Linked DNA regions of Anas platyrhynchos: region 2 is linked to region 1. A link is a contact called in public Hi-C data. All regions are on one chromosome and are shown on one strand. Each heading gives the region's core, a stretch centred on a gene start, on an enhancer-like site or on the middle of the called end of the contact. The rest is flanking DNA. Distances are from core to core; before and after follow the strand shown.

The links. Hi-C and Micro-C count contacts between places; a contact is called where the count stands out from the background.
Region 2: a contact with region 1 is called in a Hi-C map of subcutaneous adipose tissue, with 1.7 times the contacts expected there. The contact joins the enhancer-like site here to the promoter of CRYBB3 in region 1. A contact is called at or near these places in 2 of 8 Hi-C or Micro-C datasets (liver and subcutaneous adipose tissue).

Annotation. Positions count from the first base shown.
Region 1 is chr16:1,243,208-1,245,816 of IASCAAS_PekinDuck_T2T, reverse strand. It overlaps CRYBB3 (crystallin beta B3), which reads left to right and starts at 1,311. Exons shown (of 6, transcript XM_038187534.2): 1 at 1,311-2,468.
Region 2 is chr16:1,279,622-1,282,230 of IASCAAS_PekinDuck_T2T, reverse strand. The region is part of intron 6 of KIAA1671 (KIAA1671 ortholog); the gene reads left to right. Among named protein-coding and RNA genes, the nearest start is that of CRYBB3, 36 kb to the right of the region's middle. Within about 2 kb of position 1,305, at least 3 of the 8 cell types and tissues checked have an H3K27ac peak or open chromatin away from gene starts, as enhancers often do. A contact at or near this core is called in subcutaneous adipose tissue, where this site is marked.

The DNA.
Region 1 (2,609 bases), core at 62-2,561:
GCAAACAGCTGATCAGCCATTTCATCTGGAGCAGCCATGTATAACCTTAAGTATTTGTGAAAAAATCCGGAAATAATGCCTCCTGTCTTAGGTGTTAACTGAGGCCATGGCTTGATGTCAAGGCGTTACATGGAGACCTGACACACCAAAATACCTTAGTGAGATCAGGGCTGTTCTAAGTCAAATAGTTACAAACACAATGCTTTTAAAACCTGTGCCCCAATAAAAGGAACTTACCTCTCTATTCCTTACCCTGGAAAGCATCCGTGGCTGCTCCTACGGTATTGTGGCCCTTTCTACTGCTTGTAGAAAGCAAGTGTGCTCCATGCATGTGGTGGGGTGAAGAGTTTGATGATTTACTGCAGATATCAAACTCAGACAGTACAATGCCCCTTTCTTGGGGGGCGGCTCATTTCGCTGGAGGATGGGGTGTGTAGGATGGGGTGTGTGAGACGCGTCCACACCAATGTCCTGCTCTGCGCCCTGCATCTGCTCAAGTACGTGCTGGGAAGGAAAAGCGAATGTGAACCCTCATGTGGGTGATGGGAAAAGAGGGGGGGTGGCATTTTAGGGAGGACGGGGCTTTTGTGGCAGAAACAAGGCTCCACGGAGCTTTAGCGTGGATTTGGGGACCTGGTGCTCGGAGGCTCCTTCCCTGGGGCCACCAAGTCCGGGAGCCTCTGGTCCAGCCTGGGTCTGCCTCGTGCTGGTGCAAGCGGGGCCGTGTGGGTGGGTGTCCCTGTAGGGGGGGGGCTGGAGAAGGCTCCTGGGGGTCAGCAGGCAACCTCTCAGCTCCACGTTTTCTCAAAAATACCACCTGCAATAACTGCTGACTTGACTGGTGGGATTTGGAAGAGGAGGAGAGGTGAGGTCTAATGGTTCATGGATTTTCTTTTTCCGTATTAAACGTGAAGACCGTATTGAGCCTGTTTTTAAAGGAGCTATTGTACAGATAATTTTTTTCTATGTCCCACGTAGCCTTATAGCAGATGTAAATAAGGGTCACACAGTAAATATATTGTGCTATAAAAATATTTTGTACAACATAATTTCCGAAGTAATAAAAGTTATTCTGTCTGTTGTGTATTGCATGGTGCAATTAGTATTTTCTAACAATGCACTGTAAGGATTTCTCAAAGGGACTTAAAAGCAAAAGGAAACAGGTCTGTTGGGAAGAAAAATCAATGAGATCCCGTGTCCCTTCTGTCCCTTTTGCGACTGCCTCATCCCTGTGCAAGCTCCGAGCGTCTGGGTAAGGGAGAGCCGTGGGCACTGCAGAGCCCAGTGTGCAGGGGGACGCTGGTGAGGAGAGCTGCGTGTTTGTCATCTGCTGAAACAGTTCTGTTTGGTGAAAGAGACAAATCGACACCTTCCACTCCCTCCTTTGAGTCCTCCTGTATAGAAGTCGGTTTATTTTTCACAGCCAGGAGGTTTTGCGTTCAAAGACAAAAATGAGAAAAAAAAAATGGTAAAACCAAACTGCATTCAGCTGCTGTCCGTGGGCACAAGGGGGTTCCATAAATGTCTCAAATGTGCGGGCGCGATGCAGGAATTGCAGCAGAGTGCCTGGTTTGGGGCGGGCCCCCCTGGGCAAGGCTGCAGAGGGGCAGCGGGACAGGCTCCAGGCTGGCCGATCTGGCCAAGCAGGGCTGTAGCTTTTTGGCAATTTCATTAAAAGCTTCGCGTCCAGCTCTTCATTTCAAAAGGCCCACTGAAAGCAGGTCAGAGGTTGATAACCCCAATGCTGGGATTCCACCTGGATCTCGATGAGCCCTGGGGCAGGGCACCCCGCAGCCACCGGCTCAGTGGTCTCCAGTTTTTCAGCGCTGCTGGAGGTGGAACAAAGCCTGGAGCGTGGGGCCGCAGCGCAGGCTCCTCAGCTTGGCATTTGCTCGTTTTTCCCATCTCTGATCGTGCTTTGCCTGTGCAGATGAATCCATCCACGTACGAGGCCCCAGAGCCCCGTTCACCTCCCCGAGCTCAGGGGCAGGAGGCTCAGCGGGGCGCAGCGAGGGAGAGGGGACGCGGTGGCGATGCTGCTGCTGGGTCAGGGCTTGCACTGGGCACCAGCACAGCCCCGTTGTGCTCCAGCCCAAACAAATATTTTGCCTTTTTTTTTTTTTTTGGCTTTGCGCTGCGCCTGTTTCTAGGCTAAACCCTCCCCTTTACTGCTGATGGGAGAGTTTTCCAGAGAAGCTGGCAAGAAGCAGCGTGAACGTGCTGATGCGAGTTTCCACGTTAATCTGCTGCAGATCGAGCGGCGCATTTCTAAGGGACAGCCGGGAGAAATCCGAACAACGCTTCCATGGTGCGCCGCGAGCCCACGCTATTGAGATGAAATCCCATGGACGCAATCGGGTGGACGCGGCTGCTGCATCAGCGTCCGGGCAAAGTGCTGCCCTGTCCAGCCGCAGCGCATAAATAGCGAGGCTGCCGCCTGCCACCAGCGCAGGAGCTCTCCGGGAGAGGTAGCGACCTGCTCGTGGGACTGGATGGGGATTTAGGGGGGCACCGGTGCCTCCAGTGTGTGGTGGCGAAATCAGCCAAATCCCTGCTGGAAACAGGCCAGGCTTTTAGACATGAGCTCAATGAGCACCTGGGGTGGGAGC
Region 2 (2,609 bases), core at 56-2,555, 36 kb before region 1:
GACCTCTGTTAAATTGCATTGCTCTGCTGCTGCGGTGCTCGGCTGAAGTGCAGGTGGCCAAGGTTGGGCCTTTCCGTATGTCTGGTGAGAGTGAGGTTACGGGATGTGCTCGTGCTCTTCTTGAGGAGTTTGCTCCTCAGTCTGGCACCTGTCTGAGTGGTGAACACATCCCGAAAGCATTCAAAGGAAAATGGCATGTTTTCAATAAAACATTATGCTGCAGCACTGTGATGGTTGAAAAAGACCTCGTTCATTATTGCCAGCCATTAAACAGTAATTATAAAATTGAAAGAAGATGAGGTTATTGCAGGAAGGAACCGGATTTCAAGTTTGTTTTGACAAGGTATCGGTTGCTGCCTTTTAAAACTGTTTTGATACCTCTTCATCAGCTGATTGCAAAGGAGGCAGCGGGTCGTTGCTCAGCGTGCTGCCACTGCGTGTCACTGCAGCGGCGCGGCGATGGCAGGAGGCTGTGAGCACCGGTCCGAGCTCCATGTGCTGGCTGCCCCAGCCTGCCCTTGGTGGCTTCTGCCTTGGGGTTCCCTTGGGATGAAGCTCACTGCTTTTAATTCTGGTGACTGGGTGGTTGCATTTCGGGTATGCCTTTTTGCAGAGGTACAAACCCCTCCCAGCTGGGTGGTGGTCGTGGTGTGCCTGCTGTGCTGATGCCGGCAGCAAATTGGGCATCTGAGAGCGAGCGAAGCTCTGCTACCTGTTTAGATAGCCATTCTCCTAATTCCTGAATGTTGTCATAGGAGAGGAATCCTGGCTTCTGAGTCACTGCTGTGAGCAAGCAGAGCTGGCTGGGGCAGCCCGTTCCCCCCAGGAACGCGAGGGAGAGCTGTTGTGCACGCTGCTGCACGCACAGCACCCCCGGCAGCCTGTTGCAATTAGGAACGGGATTAAGTTTAATTTACCATGAAATGCTTTTATGAAATAATGCGTTCTAGGTTAACGTGGCGCAGTAAGGATTGTGCTCAAAGATGCAGCCACTTGTAGACCTGGTGATTTTTTGGAAAGGACCCCGCTGCTGTGGGCTCGGAGCAGCCGAGGCTGAGGACCTGCCTGCACCATCAGCATGTCGGGCTCTGGGCACCCAAATAGAGTGCCCTTCAGATGCAGGGCTGAGGGAGGCTGTTAAATAGCATCAACACACACAGACCAGAGGTAACCTCTCTGCCTCTCTACTAATATTTTGATATAAAGTTGTTTTGACTCAGTTCCTGCTTTCCCATGCTGTTGTCCGTGCCATTACCGCTGGGCGACAGCCAAGTTCCCACTATTGTTTCTGTTCTTTCAGCAGTTGGGACTTGTTAATACAGCCAGTGCATGTTTACTGTACTGAAAGGAAACGGCATTTCAGAGAGCAGCTTGAGCACAGAGAAAGTAGTTCTTTGTAGCAGGCTTTCCTCCAGATACGAGGGGACTTTGTACTGTAGTGCAAGGCTTCTCTTAAAAATTAACTTAAGGTAAATCTTAAACATGAATAAAGCTTGGAAAAATGTAGTAGTTGGTTTAGTGATTCATGGCTGGGGCTGGTAAATACACGCAGTGTTATGGAGGCAGTATAGGTTATTTGCTATCCACGTATTTGGCAAGTTTTGATTGCGGGAGTTGGAGATTGCAGATGTCAGATGAGGCTGGATCTAATTCTGGATTTGTTTCACAATTCTATGGCACTCTGCAGGTCAGGGCAGGAAATGCAGCAGATCTGGTTGCAAACGCAGGAGGGATTGCAGCAAATCAGCCACTTAAACTCCACGGAGCCCCAGGCCTAGTGAGGACAATGCCCTTCGTCTAAAAAATATGAAGGCCCTGCCTGTAGCAATGGACTAATGAGCAGTTTGATGCAGCCTTTTGCAGCCGGGAGGCATTTTAATGCCCGGCCAGCACTGGGGTGGTGGCTGGGGGAAGCAGTAGGTCCTGCCCTAGCCATGTCCTGGGGACATGGAGGTAGCGCTGAGCACGGCTGGGCCATGGGGAAGAGGAGGCAGGGAGAGCGTGGAGCAGGAAATAATGGAAGTGTGCGCGCCCAGGGTGCTTGTTACACAGCAGTGGCTTGTAAATGCTGTTGCTTTTTTCATTAAAAATGGCGAGTTGCAAGGTAAAATGGATGAAGGACATATTGTACAAACTTATTCGTATTGTTTGTTCTGCTCGCTGTGATCTAGAAGTGGGTGATGTAAATGAGAGATGCGTGGAGTCGGGTTTTGCAGGGCGAAAGCAGCAAGAGCAGCGAGGTGTGCGGCGCTTCCAGCTGTGCGGAGGGAAGGTGGCTCAGGCACTTGTTAGGCAGGCGTGGGATTGTGCCGAGAACAGCTGCAGTGATTTCAGAGGCAGTTTTACTCTCCAGCTTCTTGTTCCTGCTCTTTGACGAAGGTAACGCCTTGCACGAAAGAGTGCTTTTCCCTTCGAGTGTGTTCTGAATGCACAAAGTCACATTTATACCTTCAATAGCTGGAGATTACCTGAGCACATTCTGTAAGGGAGAAAATAATACCAAATTTCTCTAGCCAGGAAGTAATAAGAAGTTCCATATTTTATCCTTTCTGAAAGGATGATGGAAATGCATCACTCAAGAAATGATAACCCTGGCATTAACTGCCTTT